Regions from separate parts of the Mus musculus genome. Here region 1 is linked to region 2. A link is a contact called in public Hi-C data. All regions are on one chromosome and are shown on one strand. Each heading gives the region's core, a stretch centred on a gene start, on an enhancer-like site or on the middle of the called end of the contact. The rest is flanking DNA. Distances are from core to core; before and after follow the strand shown.

Region 1 (5,028 bases), core at 1,735-4,234, 130 kb before region 2:
AACTCCAGCTGTGTCAAGTTGACACAAAACTAGCCAGTACAATGCGCTTGTTAGACAGCTTCTACTTGGCCCTTTCCCAAGAAGAAGGCTATGGACTCCGCCCTTTCCCAAGTAGAAAGGCTACGACTACCAGAGCCTGAGAGGCTGGAGGCTACAGGTTAAAGGGAGAGGGCAGGATGTCTCACATGGCATTTATTTCTTAGACTGAAAAGTCCATGCGTTCCATCTCTATCCTGGGGCATTTAGAAGCCCCGGAGCCCAGCATCTACCTTTAACAACAAAATCAGGAGCCAGTGAAAGGCAGACACGGTGTTATTCATCTTCAGATCTATAACTAGTCCAATGCCGTGACCCCTGAAATGTTCAATAAACATTCACTAATCCAGCTCGACCCTACCTAGACTGAAAGATACCACTTCCTTTTTGAACATTTGAACATTGAGTGGTAATAGTGTCTTTAGAAGAACTGTTATTTCCTTTGGGTTACAGTGTTCAGGGCTGATTTTCATGTTACAGTGGTTCATGGATGGCTACTTACAGCTATAGCACCTGTTGAGGAGTATGGTGGTTTTAAATGTGAAGAAACTACCATGGATCCATACCTTGTAGTTGGAGGTATTTAACTTTGTATTTAAACGGCAGTTCTAGATCCAGATTCCAGTGCGATTTCTCAAGTGACGATCCCTTCCCTGGCATAAAGGAGGTAGCACTTGGGTTTATGTGACAGGATTTATCAGTGCCTTACATTTTAAGAATATACCTGAACTACATATATGTACATATGTATATATGTATATATACCTGAACTACATATATATATATATATATACCTGAACTACATATATATATATGTGTGTGTGTGTATATATATATATGAATATATATATACATGAACTACCTATATATGTGTGTGTATATATATATATATATATATATATATATATGAACTATCTATAATGTTGTCAACAGACCTATTATTTATTAAGTGCCTCATTTGTGCTAGACCCACTAATGATATTTTAAATACTATCTAGTTTATCTTTATGCAGAATTAATATGAGTTAGTCTTATTATTTCCCTGTTGAACATCTTGTGATGAACATTCAGGAGAAGCCAGGATTAGCCGGGCAGTGGTGGCACACGCCTTTAATCCCAGCACTTGGGAGGCAGAAGCAGGTGGATTTCTGAGTTCGAGGCCAGCCTGGTCTACAGAGTGAGTTCCAGGACAGCCAGGGCTACACAGAAAAACCCTGTCTTGAAAAACAAAAACAAAAACAAACCATCAAAAAGGAGAAAGGAAAAGCTAGGATTTCTCTGTCTCTGTCTCTCTGTCTCTCTGTCTGTCCCTATTCCTCTGTCTTTCTGTGTCTGTCTCCATGTCTGTCTGTCTCTGTCTCTGTCTCTGTCTCTCTGTCTCTCTGTCTCTCTGTCTCTGTCTCTCTGTCTCTGTCTCTCTCTCTCACTAAGATTTATAAATTGCCCACATAGTCTTCTTGTTTAAGGTGCATATATTACTGGAAGCTCTCAGTGTCCTTTTTCCTCCTTTTTGGAAAATGAATCTTTTCAGAACAATCCAAGCTGCTTAGATCATTCAGTAAAGCTGCCAATCACTTCCCTAATGGCCCTCCTAGGTCAGGGTTAAAAGCTTTCTTTTATCTTTAGATTTACTTGTCATGGACTGACGACTGCTCAGAGCTATATTTTCCGGGTCAGAGCAGTGAATGCAGCTGGACTTAGCGAATATTCACAGGATTCGGAAGCTATTGAAGTCAAAGCTGCTATCGGTAAGTTCCTTTTATGCAGTTTGGTCAAGGAAAATACTGAAGTTTTCTAACTTTCCATCATTTCCATAAACAGTTTAAAGTTTCTAATGTCACTCCATGATTCCATCATTAAACGGTCATTTTCTTCGACTCCATCTGACACTAACCTTCCATAGCTGACCTTTTACAGATCTCCATCACTTACCAGTGTCTACATCTGTAGTATTTCCATCTTCACATCCCAGTCTCCTCAGGCATTCCCCAGTGTATGAAATTCCATCCTAACATCATGTTCATCCTGGGACCTGGCAGGCCGCCCTGCATCCATGAAGTGGTACATCACTGTAACTTGTATCGAACTGTATCTAAAAGCCATTTCACCTGCAACAGAGCTTGGCTTCTTCCTAACAGCATATTACCATGTCGCTGAGATTCATGCAAGACACATGTGGTTGCTTAAGCACATATTTCATCTCTATTTGCAAACTAACCAACAGAGTAACACCATTAAAAGGTAATTATATGTATATATGTGTTGTACCTACCAATCTTGGATAGAGTGGGTAAGGGATCCGGCTAGTTCAGAAAAACAGAAAGAAAATGTGCACTAAGCTAACATAGTAACAGAAGTGTTTGCTCGAGTATGGATCGCAGTCATAGAGCACATAGTTATGATGTACAAAGCACCAGTGTCACTGAAAAAGAGGTTCGGTGGCTGTGATGGTTCACACTATAATCCCAGCGACTAGGGTAGCTGAGGCAGGAGAGTTATGTACTCAAGACCCTAGGCTACATAGCAAGATACTGTCTCAAAATGTAGAGCAACAGATACAATAACAACGAGATTTAATACCAGGTTTTTTCCTTGGGCCTTACTGTAAGGTGTACAGTAGCATACATATTGTTTTATGGGTTGGAAGGTACAACATTCCTGTTGCACTAACAGTCATGATTTATATAACTGTTATACAGTTCGTGTCTTTAATTTGGTGTCTGTGCACTTTGTGGTCCTTTCTCTGTTCTGTTGAATATTAGAACATCTATCTCCCAAGAGATGTCCGAGATTTGCTTTTTCCCGTATAAGCTAAAAACCCTTTGGGTTCTGCAAATAGAAATGGTTCCCGTTCTGTCTGTGATTTGTTTCTGTTCTTATTTCTTCTTCTTCCAAACTATGGGGAAGTTGAAGTGTGCTCTCTGGTGCAAACTGTTAAACCAAGATTGGTTTTCGCTCTGCTTGCAGTCCTAAATGTCAATGTTTTGTTTTGCTCCAAAAGTGACGTGTACAGGGTCTGGCTCATGTCGTTTCTGTTGTTGTCTGGTGACTGTAGGGGGAGGAGTGTCTCCAGATGTGTGGCCTCAACTGAGTGATACGCCTGGTGGACTAACAGACTCCAGGGGGGGCATGAATGGAGCCTCCCCACCAACCTCTCAGAAAGATGCTTTGCTCGGTAGCAACCCTAATAAGCCCTCACCACCCAGTAGCCCTTCCAGCCGGGGCCAGAAAGAAGTAAGTACAGTGAGTGAGTCAGTTCAGGAGCCGCTCAGCTCGCCGCCCCAGGAAGCAGCTCCCGAGGAGGAGCAAAGTCAATCCGAGCCCCCGAAAAAGAAGAAAGATCCAGTAGGTGAGAACTACCAAGTCCAGCTCTCCATCCATCTGTCTCCATCACTGCCTTCACCTCTCATTGTCCGATCACACACCGCTTCCTCTGTGTTCATGCCCCATGCTGCTTCTGGATTTGATGTTTCTGTCAGTCATTCAACACGATTTGACCTGATAACGCTATCAGAGTCACCTTGTGGGGTTCGCATTTATGCATTATTTCTTGGGCTTAGAAATGACAAAATGTTTACAGAACCTTTTTGGATGAAGGGGAGCGAGTCGGGAAGATACTGTACACCCTCGGCATGAAGGTAGGGAGGACTTGATGATCAACCAGGTCGCGTGGTAGCTCTTTGACATGTTCATGCTCAGGACACGCACAGGAAAATATTTCACGATCAAGTTGACAGTGTGTCAAGGACAGAGTTACTAATTTCTATTTTTCAACCTCAGGCTTTTAAGCAACTCTTCATATTTCATTTAAGTCACTAGTTCTTGGCAGCTGTGAAAAGCTTGGTATAGTATTATAGTCATGGAGAGCTACATCCCATAATACTCCTCCCCAGAAGGGACTCATGGGAGATTGTTAGCTAATCATGAGCTGGGTGGGTTCTTTGGGTTAGTGTGTTCTAGGAGACAATATATCACATAAAATATATAATATATAATAATATATCACATAAGAGCACTGATAAAATTTAAATTTAAAGTGTCTCCTGTCCATTCCCAATCTCTACCTCATCTCATCTTTCATAATTTCTCTTCTTTCTTGTTTTTAACCCTTATTTTTGTCCTTAAATAAGAATAAGTGGGATAGTCTTCATAAGTGCTCTGAAATAGGACACACACACACACTGACACACACACAATGACTTTATTCCAAAGGTCTTCTTTGTTCCCTAAAGTTGCTTTGAATAGGAATGGAATAATTTATGTAACTCTTATAATTCAAACAAATACTTGAAAGCATTGTGCTGTGCCATACATCTAGAAGGACTTCTTGTCACCGCACCCTTCTTTCATCATTGAAAACTATCACTTCAGTGGCCCGATATAAAGGGGACCAGCAAAGTCATGTAAATATACAAGGAGTTTGAAATATACTTCAGATATTTTTTCCTACCTGGGCACTAGCAAATGCAGCCATAGCTACCTAGCCTTCTGTGGAGTTTCAAAGCACAGGAGTTAAAAATACTGTGACAAACATGTATCTACCAAGAGAAAGACATATGGCAAATGGTGCCGTGTGCTGTAAAAAAAAAAAAAAAAAATTAAAGGTATATTTAACAAGAGCTCCATGATATTTTCTTGGCTGGAGTATACACCGTTTGTCAGGATGAGTGTATTTGAATACAAACTGTTTGGAACTGTATGGAGATGATAAATAAGCAAGCTGAGATAGAAACAGACATATGTACAAATTCTGTTGCCATCAGAGGCCAAATAAAAACAAACCTCAAGACAACAAAAGTGTAGGTTCCTGAGGGGAATATTTTGCCTTATGAGGAAAAGAACACTTGTGGAGGACATGCCATTTTGCCAGACAGATTTAAAAAAAAATTATAGTTTGATAATTTCAATATACTTCTCAGTGTCTATTTTTTTCCCTTGTATGCCAAGCCAGGTGCCAAGTTTCAGACCCACTTCCCATTTTCATTGCGTCCT
Region 2 (5,055 bases), core at 669-3,168:
TAAGACCATTTCAAAAAGAAAAAATACAATGAGATTATCCATGAGTGATCTGATGGAATAGTATTTCTGCTGCACATAGTACAGTAATGACTCTTAGCTGTTTATTGGTTTTAGCTTGTTTATTGGTAGTTCATTTGATAGTTCTTTCCTTATTCAAGAAATAATTATTGTCAAATATAGTAGCACACACCTGTAATCCCAACACTTTAGAGACTAAAGTTGTCTTAAGTTCTAGGCCATCTTGACTACAAAGAGACCCTGGAGAGAAAGGTTGGTCAGGAGTGGTGGCACCTTTAATCTCAGCATCCAGGAGGCAGGGGTGGGCAGATCCCTCTGTGCTCAGAAGCAACCTAGTCTATGTCTTGAGTTTCAGGCCAGCCAGGACTGTACAGTGAGACTCTATCTCAAAAAAATTTTTTTTTCAAAAATTAAGTATTTGATGTGTGCTTAATCTGGCCTTGCTATCAAAATAAAAGCAACCATCCTCATCCTAAAACCAAAGCCACCTGTTTATAATTGTTTCATGGCTATAACATATTTTCTTTATAATTATGACATCCTCCACCTTAGGAGATCGTAGTAAATGTAGCTGCTTGTGTACATTGCACAAAGCAAGCTCTTTGGAATGTGCAGTTGGAAACCTTGGAATACCCAGGGGAATAATCAGGATTATATGCTTCAGGCTACTCAACAGCTAGACTGTGGTTACAGTCATCTCTGTATAGACTGTTGAGTGGAGTCTGTCTTGCCTTAGGCACTGACTGTCTCTGGCCAGTAGGCTGAGTTATGTGCTGATGGGACCTGGCAGGTCCACTTCATTTTTTTTAGGGGATCAGCACTTTGTCCCTGTTCCACCTAGGACTTACCTGACAACACAGAATGTCTCTCTAGAACTTTGCAAATATGGAATCTTGAGCTTAGGGCAACCAGAGCTGGTTTAGAGAGGCCACTCTGCGCAGTTAATAGTTTGGACTCATTACTCCTAGAGTCCAATAAAAATTGACTTCTGCATTAGCCTAAAGCTGGAGGTTTTTCTGATCCTACATCCAGGGGATGGACTCTCTGTGGATTTGGCTTTAACGTAACATAAAGGTGTCTGCTGAGTGATGGTGTGTTCACCCGCTGGAGGGAGAGCTGACAGCCTGAGGACTAATGGGTTTGTTTTGGTGTGGGTTGGGTTTTTCAGTGGATGAGTCAGGGTAAGGGGTGAAGCCAGATTTAGATGTACCCTCTCTCTTTTGAATTGCAGAGCTCTGGTGATCTTGATTTGAGTAGTGAGTTGAAGTTGAGAAACCAAAACCCCTTTTGTGCTCTGAACATTGTGGGACACAAACGTTATGTCCCATTATGCCATGTTGAGGTTCTGAAGTCATGGTACGTGTGTTAGTCTTGGCGCAGCTTACCACAGCTCGCTTGACGCAGCATGTACCTGATGTATCTGAACCAGAAGATCTCGGTTCTCAGTTGTATCCCTTGTCTCTCTGCAAAGATAAATCCCAAGCTTCCCCTGGAGGTGACAGTCCTCCTGTCCTTGCCTCCTGTGGTCAGAGTGGACATAGTACTGCAGGTCCTGAGCGGTTGGTGGAGGGAGATGAAGACAGTTGGCCCCACCCTGGGGTGTGGAAGGAAACAGAACTTCCACAGCCTCCAACCCCACTTAGAGGCACTGCCAGTCTGAGACATATGTGTGATGTAGCTGGGGCAGCAGGAGAGCAATGGGCTCTGGACAGCAGAGCAGAGTGTATGTTTAATCAAACTCTTTATGTCGTTGCTGTTAGTTGTCAAAGTTAGTGCTGACATCGTTTTCTTTTCTCAGTCTCAAACCATGAATTATGTGGGCCAGCTGGCTGGGCAGGTGCTCGTCACTGTGAAGGAACTCTACAAGGGCATTAACCAAGCCACGTTGTCTGGATGCATCGATGTGGTCGTGGTGAGGCAGCAGGATGGCTCCTACCAGTGCTCGCCTTTTCACGTACGCTTCGGGAAGCTGGGTGTCCTGAGGTCCAAGGAGAAAGTGGTGAGTGCACAGGTCACCATGGTGACCGGCCCCTTCCTCTTACTCTTTTTTTTTTTTTTAAACTTGCATGCTATTGAAGACCATGGTAAGAAACCAACTTTATAGGTACTGCTTTTGAATTGGCTTCTAAATTCAAAAGACTCTCTTATAGAAAGTTTCTCCAAATGAAAAAGAAACTGAAATCATGAAGAGACTCAGAACAAAACTGGAGATAATTACAAATGAGGAAGTTGGGCTTATTTTGAAAAAGAAATTTTGCTTTATTTAATATAGCACTTTAAAATAGTGTAGGGCCAGCAAGATGATTCAGTGGTAAAGGCTCTCTCCATCAGTCCTGAGACCCACAGGGTGCAACAAGAGAACACACTCAGAAGTCATCCAGTGACTTGACCCGTGTACCCTGTGGCTCATGTACATGCTTTAAATCCTCAGTTTAAAAAAAAAAAAAGGCTCTCTAAAAATAAAATAATGCAGTCTGGAGATACAGCTTAGTCAGCAAAACATTTGCATACCATGCACCAAGCCTGTGCAGGCACTGAGGAGGTAGAGACAGAAGGACAGGAGCATTCTCAGCTCAGCCACATAGCAGAGGTGCACGAGGCCAGCCTGAGACACAGGAGAGCCTGTTGATTGATTGATTGATACATACACACAAACATATATGATAATATTGTTGTACTGATTATGAGTAGGTAGACTAAGCTCATGTAATCAAGTGTAGATTATATTTATTTAAAAGAAATAAACACCCCAATTGAATGTTTGTATTTTTCCTCTTTTGCATTTAATGGGGGGCAGTGTTTGGATGTTTTTAAATTATCATTTCCCTCAAGTATTGGGCAATAAGAAGGTTTTTGAATTGTGTGTATGGTAGGTTTTAAAACAGAGTTAATGATAAAACTTTGTAGAGCATGTATTTGGCAACTTTTCACTTCCACATTGTCTTCCACATGGTGATAATAATGTCAGCAACTCTTACTAAGATTTCGGAGCACTTTGCCACTGGGTAGCACAGTGGAAGGGTGGGTGCCGAAGGACCAACATGCACAAGTTAAAGAGGTTTTTGCTGGTGTTTTTTTGGATATACATCTCCCTCTACTTAGGCTTTGGGTTTTTGAAACTGAAAGAAAGTGGGTTTCCAAAACTAGACTTTATTTTTCAAAGAGAAACCATCTCTTTGGGTGTTATAAAATCATTTCCCACTGGATTTTTCAGACTAGCCTTTGCTTGATCCCATTAGAAAGCAGAAGCAGCTACAGTGTTACTTCTTGGCCTGGCAGCTTCTACTCTAGGGCAGGGTTGTCTAGCCATAGTTAGTGCTTTCTGTGTTTGTTTCCTTTGTGGTTTTTGTAGTGACACTATTAGTACTTTCATATTAGAGCTGTTTCTCCATAGATGTTCAAGGATCTGTTTGTAAAATTTCTTTTGGGGGTCTTCTCAGAAGTTTCTCCCACCATACCATACCCGCCCCCCACCGTTCTCTGGAACCAGGTTTCTAATTGATAGGTTGACTCAGGCTTTTGGCCTTTGAGTGGAGCTGCAGCAGATGTGTGCAGGCATTTGTCCTCTGTGTAAGTGAGAAGCTGAGCAGATGTGTGTATTCTCTGTGCACTTTGTAATTAGAGATGTAATTTCTTTACCAGGTTACACGGGTGGTTTTATTAACCATTAACTGTTAAATACCTTGTCAGACATCCCACCCCTACCCCAAGTACTTTTAGGATCATAATACACAGGGCCCAAGAAAAGAAAAAATTTCTTCTTTCCTGTTCCCTTCCTTCATATCCCAGAATCTAGGAGATCTATTTGAGAAGAAATCTGTCCATTTGATTTACCAAAACACAGCTTTCTTATGAAAGTAAAACTTGAGCTTTATCTGTCATAGGCGCACTGGTGACTTACATTGACCTCTTGTCGCAGGCCTTTCTGCATTAGGGTAAGCTGTTCACTGATTTTTAAATTAACTACATTTTCACGTGTGGCAGCACCTGAAATCATAACTACTTTAAAACAGCTGTTTAGAGGCAGTCATTTCCTATGACGTGTCCATGTTTGACAGAAGACCAGTCCTCTTGTGACATCTAGTAACTCAGAGTACACGTTTTGTTAATGTTTCACAAAATCAGTATCATGATTATTTATTGAAGTAAATGCCCAATGTATTGGAACTGTCCCCAGCATGGGTGACAAAAGCCTACCCTCCTACTGTTATAAGCAGAAAAGTTAGGCCAAAGTCCAGGGGCATCTACTTTAGTCAGTGCTGGTGTAGGGAGGGGTTAAAGGCACTGGCAGGATTCTGATTCCCCACCTTAGAGTTCTGCCTCTGTCTGAGTTCTTCCTCATGCCAGACAGCAGCCAGTGCTGCCAGGCTCACTGCCATTAATTCAGCCAGCACAGGCGAGAGAGACATTGCCTTTAGAAGTGCTGGCTTCATGCTTGGATCACATCCATCCAAGGCTAGTCACTGTCGCTGGAATGGAACAAGTCCATTGGGCTGGATTAAATAAAAGCCTCACCTTCACCTGAATCCACTTGAAATGTAGAGTCTGAAATAAGGATGGGCAGATCCCAGAAGGTATCAGAGATACTCACAACTAAAGGATGCACATCAAAGCAGACATTCATTACCTCCAGTATCTGTATCTTCTCATTTTAGCATCAGTTGAATACATTGAACAAGGCTAAAGCACAATCTAGGAATACAACTAGGGAATAATGAGTCACCACCATTAGACAGTATCACTAGAATTTGACAAATTGAGAGTCCTCCTTGGGGAGCACTTGATCTACCTTGGTGCTTGTCTTAGTTGCTGGTCTGTTGCTGTGAAGAGATATCATTACCAAAGCAACTTATATAAGAGAACATTTAACTAAGGGCTTGTGAGGGTAAGTCCATGACCATCAAGGCAGGAATCATGGATATAGACTGGCCTGGTGCTGCAGGAGGAGCTGAGAGCTTACATTCTTGTCTACAAATTGGAGACAGTTGGTATGGGCTCTTAAAAATCAAAGCCCACCCCCAATGACATAAAAGACCA

What was found. Hi-C and Micro-C count contacts between places; a contact is called where the count stands out from the background.
Region 1: a contact with region 2 is called in a Hi-C map of bone marrow-derived macrophages, with 41 read pairs. The contact joins two enhancer-like sites. A contact is called at or near these places in 2 of 15 datasets of contacts at CTCF or cohesin (the NIH/3T3 cell line and large pre-B cells), 17 of 484 Hi-C or Micro-C datasets (the AML12 cell line, B cells, CD8 T cells and 9 more), 14 of 115 datasets of contacts at active chromatin or transcription factors (CD8 T cells, the HPC-7 cell line, bone marrow-derived dendritic cells and 9 more) and 6 of 9 other capture datasets (adipose tissue, bone marrow-derived macrophages, embryonic stem cells and 3 more).

Annotation. Positions count from the first base shown.
Region 1 is chr17:71,079,112-71,084,139 of GRCm38.p6, forward strand. It overlaps Myom1 (myomesin 1), which reads left to right. Exons shown (of 37, transcript NM_001083934.1): 17 at 1,663-1,784. Among named protein-coding and RNA genes, the nearest start is that of Myom1, 62 kb to the left of the region's middle. Within about 2 kb of position 2,985, at least 19 of the 459 cell types and tissues checked have an H3K27ac peak or open chromatin away from gene starts, as enhancers often do. A contact at or near this core is called in adipose tissue, bone marrow-derived macrophages and microglia, where this site is marked.
Region 2 is chr17:71,213,148-71,218,202 of GRCm38.p6, forward strand. Lpin2 (lipin 2) reads left to right here. Exons shown (of 20, transcript NM_001357791.1): 2 at 1,817-2,017. The coding sequence starts at 1,826. Among named protein-coding and RNA genes, the nearest start is that of Lpin2, 32 kb to the left of the region's middle. Within about 2 kb of position 1,919, at least 76 of the 459 cell types and tissues checked have an H3K27ac peak or open chromatin away from gene starts, as enhancers often do. A contact at or near this core is called in adipose tissue, bone marrow-derived macrophages and microglia, where this site is marked.